Regions from separate parts of the Rattus norvegicus genome. Here region 2 is linked to region 1. The links are chromatin contacts, called in public Hi-C maps. All regions are on one chromosome and are shown on one strand. Each heading gives the region's core, a stretch centred on a gene start, on an enhancer-like site or on the middle of the called end of the contact. The rest is flanking DNA. Distances are from core to core; before and after follow the strand shown. Region 1 overlaps Qki (QKI, KH domain containing RNA binding). Region 2 has its middle 230 kb from the start of Pabpc6.

What was found. Hi-C and Micro-C count contacts between places; a contact is called where the count stands out from the background.
Region 2: a contact with region 1 is called in a Hi-C map of frontal cortex, with 2.8 times the contacts expected there. The contact joins two enhancer-like sites. A contact is called at or near these places in 3 of 12 Hi-C or Micro-C datasets (frontal cortex, kidney and mammary epithelial cells) and 1 of 1 datasets of contacts at active chromatin or transcription factors (oligodendrocytes).

The regions. Positions count from the first base shown.
Region 1 is chr1:52,939,875-52,945,856 of GRCr8, forward strand. The region is part of intron 1 of Qki (QKI, KH domain containing RNA binding); the gene reads left to right. Among named protein-coding and RNA genes, the nearest start is that of Qki, 7.4 kb to the left of the region's middle. Within about 2 kb of position 1,882, at least 25 of the 93 cell types and tissues checked have an H3K27ac peak or open chromatin away from gene starts, as enhancers often do.
Region 2 is chr1:53,354,986-53,361,449 of GRCr8, forward strand. No RefSeq gene overlaps it. Among named protein-coding and RNA genes, the nearest start is that of Pabpc6, 230 kb to the right of the region's middle. Within about 2 kb of position 3,551, at least 64 of the 93 cell types and tissues checked have an H3K27ac peak or open chromatin away from gene starts, as enhancers often do.

The DNA.
Region 1 (5,982 bases), core at 632-3,131:
TTGCTATCATTGCCTTTTCTGAGATAAGTATGAGAATGTTAAAATAAAAATTCTGATTTGCATGAGAGTGGGTGTGTTCGATGATAGGGACCTTCAGAGCTGTCCCAGATCAGTCTTTGACCTTTTAGGTGGTTTGAACATTATACATCTCTGATAATTATGACCCCATCTCTCACTGTCCTGGAGCTGGAGTCTCACTAGTTTCCCATCAGATCAAGTAGTTTTTAGTATCTAAAAGGGAAACAAAGTCCTATGACAAAAATCTGACTAGTATAACCCCTTGTTGCCAAAGACCCTTTATAAAGCAGGGTTAAGAAACACCTTTTTCAGCTGCTGTATTTAGATGTGTAGTTTTCTTTTAGTTTCTTTTGCTTTTGGTACTAAGAGAATTAAACTATTTGATTATATGGACAGCTTTTAATAATCATAGGACCTGCACTTTGGTTTGAGAGAATCAGTTTGTTTGATGATGCTGTTATAAGGAAAAGTTACCCCTTTCTGTCTGAAATGGAATATTGGTTTTGTTTGTTAATAACGCAGAAGATAGGACACTGAGCAACTTTCTGCTCCTAGTATGTCAACTGCTGTGGGGATAGCTAACAATCTATTTTAAGGGTGCGGGATGGATGAAATGGATCCATGTTAGGAGGTCATGATTAGAACCATGTGCTGCTTTCTTTGCATGACTCACTTGATGATTTCGTTTTTCTCCATTTAGTTGACATTAAGGCAGTACAGTAGGGATTTTAAATGCAGTGTTTTCCTCCTTTGCAATGATCTCTTTTAGGAAATGTATATACTTTTTTTGTTGTTTTTTTCTTTTTTTCGGAGCTGGGGACCGAACCCAGGGCCTTGTGCTTGCTAGGCAACCGCTCTACCACTGAGCCAAATCCCCAGCCCCTATACTTTTTAAAAAATTGGCCTTTTTTTCATTTTGGAGGACTCATTGCTTACTTAATGTCCAAGGAATGATTTTTTTCAGCATCATTTTCATTTAATATAAAAACAAAATAAGCATAAATACTAAAATTAGTATAGTTTGTCATCTTAGTGTGGCTTTATTAGGGAAAAAGTTTATGAATACAAACCATTTTCTGTCTGGTGCTACTTATGCAGTTATCACCATTGGAACTTAGATCTGATTGTTTCTGTATGCCTTTTAGAAGTGATTCACTCCATGTGTACAACTCAACTTGTAACAGACACTTTGATGTTTAAATTTAAAATCACATCAACTTACATTCCTTTTGAATTCTAGTTTTTCTTTAAATGCTTTTAATCACAATATAGAAGTGGAATTAAACACTAATACTTTAAACACATAAAGCAGTTTTGTAATAATCAGTGAAAGCTTTGGACTCTTAGAGAACAAAGGTAACTGCATTTTCTTTCCTTAAAAAAAAAAATCTCCCTCCCAGGGGGAGGGGGGCTGGGATAAGGGGTTTATGGACAGGAAACCAGGAAAGGGGATAACATTGAAATGTAAATTAAAAAAATCCAATAAAAATTATCCCCCTCCCTTTGTAATATATATGTAGTAGTTATTCTGTGTTTAATATTGATTTTACTTTATTATCATAGATAAGGGTAGGAATTAGAAGTATAAAATTCCTTTGCTTATTTAGGGTTGTTTTTGTCATTATGTCCAAATGTCCATCCATACACAGAAACATGTCAGTGCTTATATTAGTCCTTGTAAGTTTTAACATTTTTAGAATTATGTAGGTAAGTTTTTTAGCCATTTGCTCTTAAAATCAATATATAGGCCTTGTATCATTACTGTTATTTTTATGAAAGAATTGTCTAGTTCAGGTTGTTTTAGATCCTGTCCAAAGGGAGTAGAGTGCTAGGAGAAAACATGAAAAGGCAGGTAATTCCACAAAATGGTCCTTTGTGGGTATGATACAAGAAGAATGCATGCTTGAGAGTGCTTGTGGATCTGTAAAGGAAGACACCAGGTGAGTGCTGGCCAGCATAGTGGAGGTGGTGAACTTAGAGGGAAGACAAGAAGCAGGTTGTGGAGGTAGTGATTAATCTGCTGGGCCTAAGATTGTAAAGGTTCAGGTTTTTAAGCCTTGTTCTGGATTTAGTACAAAACCAAATTATTATAGAGTCAGGGGCACGATCAGCTTGGTCAGTAGCAAGTTATTGGGAGCTAGGTTTATGATTTGAAATACATAGGACAAAATCCAGCAAACATATTTGTTACAGTCTTAAGAACTTAAGACAGTTCTTAAGACCTAGGAAAAATAGTACAGAATTTTAAGGGCTAGAGAGATGGTCCAGCAGTTGAGAACTGTCTACTCTTCTAGAGGACCAGGATTAATTCTCAGCACCCACATGATGGCTCACACCCATCTGTAACCCCAGTCCCAGGGGCATCTGACATCCTCTTCTAGCCTCTTTGAGCACTAGGCACGCACCTTCACACAGCGTATAGTATATCATGTGCAAGCCAGAATGCTCATACACACATAAAACAAGTAAAAATTAAAAATACTGTGGATCTTAAACTTCAATGTCATACTATTTACTCAGTTTCAAAAATCGTCTCGTACGTATTGTGGAAGAGAATATAGAAATAACACCAAGAAAGACATTTCTTGGATAAGTCTTAGCGGAGGGAAAATTAGTGCAAATCAAGTGATCATATTCAGAACTGTTAGGACCTGAGACCAGAAAATGTAGACATAGCAGTCTAGAGAGGGTGGGGACTTGCCTTTATCACAAAGCTCGCTCGTTGTTGTAGAGGTGGTGCAGGCCCTTCATTCTGTATGCTGACTTGTTTTATGATGTATGTGCCACTCATGCGAGTAGACTGAGAGGAAGAGAGTTCCAGTGTATTTCCACACACTGGAAAACTGTTAGAGCCTCCCTCCCTGTGTGAACAGAGGGAAGACGGAAGCAATTTTGCCACTTCTGTGCTATGTTGGACTTGAACAAATGCTGGTCAACTTCTTGGAGCTAGAATATATATTCTTCTTAAAATAGCTAAAAATAAGACCTTTTTTTGGGGGGGGAGGTGTCAGTTATTCTAAAAGTGAGAAATCAAAGGTATGTTTGGAGGATTTAAATTTACTTGAACTTTTCTGTAACCAAAGGATAGAGCCCCAGTTCTTAAAATATTGTTATACAAATGAATTCAGTGTTCATTTACCAGTGTTGCTATTTTTATTACTGTTATTTTTAGTAACCACTCAGAGGAAGGCAGTATTTTTCATTAGAAGATTTAATATAGAGGCTTAATACTGATAAGTGATTCAGGCCAGGAAGGTAAGTTTGCTTCACCTTTAGATCAGCGTGGGGCATAGCTCTGTTTTTGTTGTTTTTAAGTCAGGGAGGTAACTAAGAATGACACTCTATAAAGCAGCTGCTGTCAACCTTTAATATTATAGTCTCATGTGGTGGTGGCCTCCAACTATAAAATTATTTTGTTGCTATTTCATAACTAATTTTGTACTGTTATGAATCGTAAATATGCAGGATATTAGATACGTGGTCCTTGTGAAAGGGTCTTCCCATCTCCAGTGGGGTCATGACCCACAGGTTTCAGAGTCTCTGTGCTAAAGAAAGACGATTGTGAGCTGGGGAGTTAGGTGTGCCGCATTTAGTTACTACATCCTATTTCCTATACCAGTTTCTGGAGGGTGAGTGACTGTTCATTTGTAATTATATTAAAAAAAAACCCTTGAAGTAGAAGTCTTAGTTCTTTGTGCAAAGTAATTTTATTACCTAGATACAGTTGTATGCTAAGAATTGAACCTAGAGCTTCATACATGCTGGGCAAATGCTGTATCATTTGTTTTATTCTTACAAATAGAATAAACTCCTTTTCTAAGCAAAGTCTGTCTATTCTGAGGATATAAGATACAAAAGATTGCTCATATGAGAAGTCTTCTTCTATCAATATTTTTAAGTTTCTTCTGGTAGGAATAATCTGGTAGAGAAACCGGAAAGGCAGAGGAAGGTGCTTTAACTATTAGCTTTATGTTCTTGAGAGTCCTTAACTGGTAGTTTACAGGTACAGACCTGAAGTGTTAATTAAGTAGACCTTCTTGAGTAGTGTAACCTGGTCTTGGTAGTCTGGAATGAAGTGAGTGGGAAGGTATGCTCTAGGACAAAGGGGGACAGTCAGAAAGGTAGTCAGAAGGTGCTACTGTATTAGTACACAGTGGCACATGCCTGAGTTTAAAGTTAGCCTGATATACATAGCAAGGTCTAGGCCAGTCAGGGCTGTCTAACAAGAAAGACCCCGGAAGAAAAGAAGGATGAGGACTGGTGATGGCAGGATACAAGCTTTTCTTAGAACATACATATTGATTAGTTGGTTAGTTGGAATGGCAAATGCTTGCAGAGTAGTAGTGTGAACAGTAAGTGAAGTTTAGAGAGTAGGCAAAACCAGGACTGGATTGTGGTGCTTCTACATACTGGACTTGATAGTTGAATTTTATTCCAGGAATTCTTAAGTTTTGGACTTTTTGGGTATGTCATAGTGAACTTGTGCATAAACTAATAAAAACACGTCATATAGGTATATAGAATCAGGGTGGAAGGTTAAGCATTTGTATATGGTTGACTTATTACGATTCCTTTCTGGACAAGACTGGGGAACTCAAAGCTTCATAAGCCCTCTTCTGCAAACTTCAAAGATACTTTTCTGTTTAGACAAATGCTCTGACATTGTATTTTATCATGTCAGAAAAGTGAGTGTGTGTGTGCATGTGCGTGCATGAGTGCCTGTGTGCGTGCGTGTGTTGTTTTCAGCCCAATTTTGATCACTTAAGAGAGAATTGAACTTAATTGTTTTAAGTTGTGGGCTTTTTTGGGGGGTGGGGAGGAGACAGGGTTTCTCTGTTGTATCCCTGGCTGTCCTGAAACTTAAGAGATCCATCTGTGTTTGTTTCCTGAGTGCTGGGATTAAAGGGGCATTGCAACACCACTGCATGACAAAAATTGCACTTTTTAATTTTTTAAAATGAAAGTTGAAAAGAAGGAAGAAACTTTTGTGATGTCATGTATTAAATCAAATCTGTGTTAGCAAGCATAATGAGATTTTTTGAGCATTACTTTGCTGATATGTGTTACTTCTGCTTAACTGAATTGTCAGTATTGATTAAAATATGGTAGAGATACATTGATAATCCATTCTTAAAGTTTTATCTTTCAAAATTAATATTTTTTTTATTAGTGATACTACATTAACAAAAGAGTCACTACTCAGATTTCTGTAGTTGCATCTGGAGTGTTCTTTATTCCTGCAATGTCCAAATCAAATAGTTGAATCTTTTTATAATTTTAAATCTATTAAAATTTGGAAACAACTTTAAAAAATGCATCAACTTGAACTTCTTTATTGAGAAGTTGTTTCTTATTCTTTTTATACTTACTGTGTTGGAAATTATGTCTATATACATATTTATAATTTTGTATTTGTTTTGTATGTTTAAGACCAGGTCTTTGCTTTGTATATCAGACTACCCTTGAACCTACTGTGTGTGTAGTGTTTGAGTGGCCTCAAATTTGTGATCCTTCTGCCCTCAAACGTAGGAATTATATGAGTGCTACCACCTCACTAGGTTTAGGAAGTTAGATTTAAAAGGTAAAGCAGGTTGAATAATAGCATGTTTGGAATATACCAGAGGTGGTGGTGTGTGCTTTACATTGTATCACATTAGTAGAGACAATAGTTTCACTGTTGGTGAGACTCAGATTGTTATCTGGATTAGAGTGCAGAGGCAAGAGTCTGGGTGGTCCCTTCTGTAAAACTAAGGTTTTATTTGTTTTGATCAGAACCTAACTCAGCCTTAGGTTTGCTTTATGAACCATTTATACTAGGTTAACAGCTGCTAATCTGCCTGAATTCATTTTATGAGAACGTCCACCATGATGCTTTTATTACTCTAATATTCTTTCAACCAGCATCTTGGTAGTCTTTGAAAAGTTGAACTTTGAATAATAGGGTAGGTATTATTATTTGAAATA
Region 2 (6,464 bases), core at 2,301-4,800, 420 kb after region 1:
TGGTGTAAGGCAGAATGTCTGCTGGCACTGGGAGGGGAACATGTTGAAGCTGGGTCCTTGTCAATTTAATAAGAAGTGGACTCTCGCAGCCAACCATTGAACTGAGAACAGGGTCCCCATTGGAGAAGTTAGAGAAAAGATTGAAGGAGCTGAAGGGGTTTGCAACCCCATAAGAACAATAATACCAACTAACCAGAGCTCCCAGGGTGGGGAGTCAGGACGGAGTGGGTGGGTGGGTGAACACCTTCATAGAAGCAGGAGGAGGGGAGATAGGTTAGGGGGTTTATGGATGGGAAATGGGGAAAGGGGATAACATTTGAAATGTAAATAAATAAAAATATCCAGTTAAAAATTAAAACAAAAGAAAATAAACGTTTTTAAAAGGTATAAATAAATAAATAAATAAATAAATAAATAAAGAAAGAAAGAAAGAAAGAAAGAAAGAAAGAAAGAAAGAAAGAAAGAAAGTGTCTCTCTGGAAAGCTCCCATGTTAAAGGCTTAGTCCCCAGTTGGTGCTACTGTTGAGAGGTGCCTGGGTCCCAAGGGTCCCGAAGTCATTAGTGGGTTAATTTATTGGTGAGATTATAGCTGAATGGGTCATAGCAAGAAGGGGCTGGATAGAGGAAGTGAAATATGAAGGCATGCTTTTGAAAGATATAGCTTATCCCTGGTCCCTTGACACCTTTCTCTCTGCTTCCAGGCCACCATAAAGCGAGTAGTAGCTTTCCTGAGTCAGACCCTTCCACCCTGACTTTCTTCTGTCTCACCCTGGGAAGGCACAGAAGCAATAGGGCATGAACTGATGACGTGAACCAAGGAGCCAATGGAAAGCCTGCTCTCAAGTTGCCCTAGAAGGTGTCCTGCCTCAGTAATGAATCCCACTCTCCTGGAGCTGAAGGAGGTCCCTTCATAGACGCATAGACTTTCTTTCTCTGATGCTGTGTGTTCTGTGTTCCTGACAGACGCCACTCTCAGGAGGAAGAGTTTATCTGAGCTCACGGTTCAAGGGCACAGTCCATCAGGGACCGGGAAGTCACAAAAGCAGCTGCCAGATACATTGCACCACAGTCAGGAGCTAGAGAAAGATGAACGGTGGTGCTTTGTACGAAGTTTAGGACCAAGCGCCAAGACTGGTACCGCTCAATTTATGGTGGGTCTTCCCACCTTGGCCAGTTTAACCAGAGTAATCCCTCACAGGCATGGCTAGAGGCTGACCAAATCTAGACAAGTCTGACAGGAGTGCCGACCCACAGACTTACAATCTTAGTGGTTCTGGAGCCTGTGCACTTGACACTGGATTCCTCTGTTCTGAGAGGTAACTGGAGCCACCCTCAGGAGCTTCAGGATGCTTCAGGGAGTGTCTCTATCATAGTCATGAGGGGGAGACTTAAGAGTTAAGAAGCTTCTGGAAAGTTCTGCTTCTCCAGGCTGAGAAGAAAGATCTCAGCTTGAGCTTCTGAAGGAAGGTGGCTGGGTCCTTGTCACACACGGGTGTGGGAATCCTTCCTCTCCTCCAGCCCTGCCTGGATAGCTGCCATTGTGGCTTCCCGCTGTCTTCTATGTCTGTGCCCTGTAGGGGGAAGTGAGTGGTGCCTTATAGCAGTCATTACCATTCTAGCCAGAATTAGGAGTCACAGCAGTCACCATGAAGACTTAAGGCTGAGACAATATGGCCAAGTGTGAGAAAGGTGATGTAGAGCAAAGGGGAAAGCGGAGGGGAGGGAAGTGGAGGGAAAGTAGTGAAAGGAAAGAGGAAAGAGGAGGTAAGTAGGAGGGGAGGAGGGAGAGAAAGTGACAACACACACAGAATTTTCATTCTGCTTTTGAGAACTTATGGTCTAAATAATTCTCAACCTGTGGATCACAGCCCCTCACAAGGGTCACCTAAGACTATCCAGGGGAACACAGATATTTACATTGTAGTTCATAACAGTAACAAAATTACTGTCATGGAGCAGCCACAAAAACGACTTTATGGGGGTTGGGGATTTAGCTCAGTGGCAGAGCGCTTGCCTAGCATGGGCAAGGCCCTGAGTTCGGTCCCCAGCTCTGAAAAAAAAAATGACTTTATGGTTGGAGGTCACCACAGCATGAGGGATTGTATTAAAGGGTTTCAGGGTTGGGAAGGGAAGTACAATGGGTTAAATGATTCCAGCTAATTCTGCAGAAGAAGACAGAACCAACAAGGTACCTAAATGGGAATGATGTACCAGGCTGGGCATGTCTCTCAACTCTGGGATGATGTAGCTTGATACTCATGAATAAATGAGTGAGGGAAAGACAGACGGAAAGAGTTTCTGACTGTTAGGAGCAAACCATCTTTCGTACTGTCCAATTGTGGGAATGACTCTCAATGTTTAATAACTCCTTTCATGGCATATCTCCCATGATGCCCTTTAAAACTAAGGTTGCAACCTGGTGGCACATAAGTGGGTTAAACTTCTTTTTCCCTTAAGCAAGTTTGAATTTAAACAACAAGAATTGATATTGTTATCCTGCAAAAGAGAAGTGAACTGAAGTTCTCTTAAGTAAATATAAAATTATAAAGTATAAAATTGCAAAAATGTCTTTAGGTTTGATCGGTTGCCAGGGAACATCACAGGGCTCGGTCAGGGGTAGACTCTGAAGGCTTTTTATTAAACTGTAAAAGAAAAGTGTTGTTGAAACTTGAGATATTTGTAGCCCTATACTTAAACATACTTAAACTATGTTTAGTTGTGATTTATAAACAGTATTCAGAAATACACACTTTCTCTAATTAAATAAAGTCTGGACAGGTAGTCAAGTGATGGGGATTAATGTGTTGAGATGTTTTCCATGGCAGCTTCTGAGTAGGAGATTCATAGATATTTCCTTTTTAAAAATCTAAAAATCAAAATAAATTAGCAAAATAAAAAGTGCCAAATTAAAGGTACCTTGTGAAACTGAGAAGTCGCACTTGACGTGCTTTCCGACCCACAATCTCTGAACGCTGAGCTCCCTGCCTCATCAACGCTACCGGCATGATTTCTGGAGTCTCTCTCCTCCCGCCCCACCCCCTGTGTGTTCACGCATGTGCGTGTGTGCATGAGCATCTTGAAGACTGAAACTTTAAAGTTTAAGTTGATACCGACTATCTGCCACTCGTTGTCACTTCTAAATAACAGTATCCTGTGTGTCGGTCGCATTTTCATGCACTTGGAAACTTAATTTAAAAGCTGAGTGTGATGTGGGTATTGCATGAAAAGAGTTAGGGAATTGAAGTTCTGGGTGGCTTAGGGACAGAATAAGGAATGAGGCAAGAGACTGGATGATGGGCACAGCTCTCCTGGGCAGTCCGCTGGCTCCCAGTTGCCTGGATACCTTTGTATGGTGACTTAATTCGGCCTAGAGGCTGTGAGTTCTCTTTTCTTCTTGTGTCTGTGGTGATGGGTGTTGTTGCTGGGAATAGTCAGAGGCAGGAGGACTGAATGAGACAGAAGAAAAGTTGACCACACAAATACAATGCTGGGATGCTGGAACCGGTCCCACGGAGGGCGGGGGAGCAGAGCGGGAAGTTCCTGCACAAAGCCCTTCTTGTTCCCATAGAAACCAGAGCTCAGCAGTGAATGACTAGCTTGGCTCTGCACAGCCCCCTTCCTCTTCTTTTTAAAGTCTCTGTTGGAGATTCATTGTCTTCTTGCTATTCTTGTTTTAATAAAACGATTGGCCGGGGAAGAGAAAACACCCCCTCCCCTACCTCAAGGCATCCTGTGAACAAACCCACAGATTCTAGGCAGCCTGAAGACTGGCTGGATCTGCCTGGATCAGAGATCTGATTTTTTTTGTTGTTGTTGTTTTGTTTTTTTTTCAAGTCATGGATGGATGGACAGTCTACACTGAGAGGTGCCCACAGAGATTGGCAGCCTAATTTGCATAGCAATGCTGGCCTGGGCTGGCTTCCAGAGACAAGGAGGAGCCACCAGGGCTGGCAGGGTGTTGGTGGCCAGACTCAACAGGGGCCAGAGGGCAGTTTCTCCCACCCACTGCTGTGGGCTTCCTCCCTCTCACTCCCATGCCCTCCTCCGCTGGGTTTTTGGCAAGCTGACTTTCTATTCTTCAAGGATTAATGTCTCAGTGCAAGGGGTAAAATTGGCAATTAGAAAGCAAAGCTGGGGGCCTGGGATTTCTATCTCCTTATCATTTCCCAGTTAGATTTCATTAGAGCGCTGCTGGAGAGAAAGGTCTTAGGGCTTTTGTTGTGTGGTCAGAGTTTAAAGGTACTAACAGGATGTTTTATATTTACCTGGAAAAGACCAGGAGGCTTTTGTGCTAGCAGAGTCTAGCTCACACGTATAATTGGGGCGGCTGGGGTTGAGGGGAGGGAGGGTGTTCTGAACTGAGTTCCTGAAAGTCTCAAGCAGGATTACCCATCAAAACCAAGACCCGTCCTTGTCAGAACTGTTAGGTTATTGGGTAATTTTTAAAAATCAAAAATAATCTTATTCCCTACGCAATACATTTTAAGTGGAAGGGATTTGCCTCTTTGTGGTGTGAAATACCCCGTTTCAATAATTTCTTATCTTTTGAAAGTCTAATTAACTGCCCTAGCTGGGTGAAGCTGCGATTTGTCGGGAAAAGCCCCGGAGATGTCTTCCTTCAGCTGCAGCTATCAGCTATCGGGGCTGCTGTGGTGTAGGACGGGTAGGGTCCTGCAGGGTGCCTTTCTTGAGGCCCCACACACTCCTTTTGATGTTCTGAGTACCCACCTGCTGCTTGCATTTGTGACTTGGGTGGCATGATGCCAGTGACATCAGACAGGCATTGGTATTGTCTCGGGCAGATAGACATTGTCACCATGAGTGAATGTTCCTTCCGTGTTCATGGGCATGGTGTATCCTGCCAGGAAGATCAATAGGAGACCGGGGAAACACAGATGAGGGAAAGCCATTCTTGTGGGACAAGATGTCTCATGTTGCTTGTCACGAGCTTGTCAGTTTTATTTCTTTGTTAAGTGTGAAAAATGTGGCTTCGGATTTCTGTGCCATTATTCCGTCATGGCTGGCAAAAGTCCCAGCCTTTGATAGTGAGCCAAGATCTTTTCTCCATAGGATGTCTCTGGGGTTCGTGCATATATGTGGGGATTCCTGCTGCTGTGCCTCGAACCCAGGGTACTGTTATTTATCTCCAAACTTAGCACTCCCAATTAGCATTCGCCACAGTACTAATACACTAACACAGACGTGCCTTAATTCCGAGCTGGCCATAAATGGTGACTTTACCTAGTGTTTGAAAACACACTGGGGGGAAATGGGAAAGCCTAAAAGAAGTTGTTCGTTACTGGAGACAACTTTATCCGTGGCCACGTAGCAACTCACATGGGAGCAATGACGCTTCTGAGTCCCCGTCTCTCTGCTCAAGTCAAGCAGACCCCGCAATCTCTTGAAAGGGCTGTGAGCAAGGTGGGGCTGGCTGAGCTGTGAGAGTTGAGTCAGATCATTCTCTGCAGGCTGCAGCCAGAGAGACAGCAGTACGTAGGATGAAGCAAAGAAGACAAGAGGAAGCAGCAGTTTGCTTCTGGGCAGCCATGGGAGTGTTAGGCTCGAGGAGGTTCCATTTTGATTTATACCTCTGTGAGCTGTGAATGAGATATGACCCCCCGTGACATCTAGGAGACAAATCCACCTTGTATAGGCTCAGCCGCAAAGGCTGTAAGTCTTTAGAGACTGTTTTGTATATATTTCTTATTTTCTTCAAGTTGTTATTGTGTTTGATACACAGGGATTGGTAAAGTCTGGAAACTGAAGAGAGCAACAAAGACCTTTAGAGAACTTTCTCTCAGGGTTCTGGTAGGATGGCTAGGATTGGGATCCACACCTATTTTTGCTTTTATCTTTATTTGACTTTAAGCTTTGTGCTTGGAGCCTATCTTGTGTAGCTAGTGGGCAGGGCAGGACTGAGAAGGACCAGGTCCTGTCTCACCGTGTAGATGCTGGTTAGAGTGAAGCTGTGTTTCTTCAAAGCCCACACTGGGCTGCATGTTCCCCTTTATTTCTCAACTTTTTGAGATCTTGGGATTGTGCAAAATCTTGGATCTGAGCAACTCATTCCACAGCGAGACTTCTAGCTGCTGCTCGGAGACAGGAACCTTCCCAGGGGGTTTGCTAATGAATATAATTTTACAGCAACAAAAGAGGCTATGAGAGCTGAAGTTGCTTGTGGCGGGGTGGGGGGAGGTGACAGCACTTTCTTTTTTTTTTTTTCCAACCAAATTAAATTTTTTAGACTTTGATCACTGTTTTTCCCAACAGACACACAGTCATGCATTATACTGAATGACCAACACTCTTCTGGCAGCTCTGACTTTACCCACCTGTCAGGACACTAGTGTAAAGTCAAGGGCTTAGCATCCCCATTCAGAATTATTTCCAGTCATGATCTCTCTCTCTCTCTGTCTCACTGTCTCTGTCTCTCTCTGTCTTTCTGTCTCTCTGTGTCTCTCTGT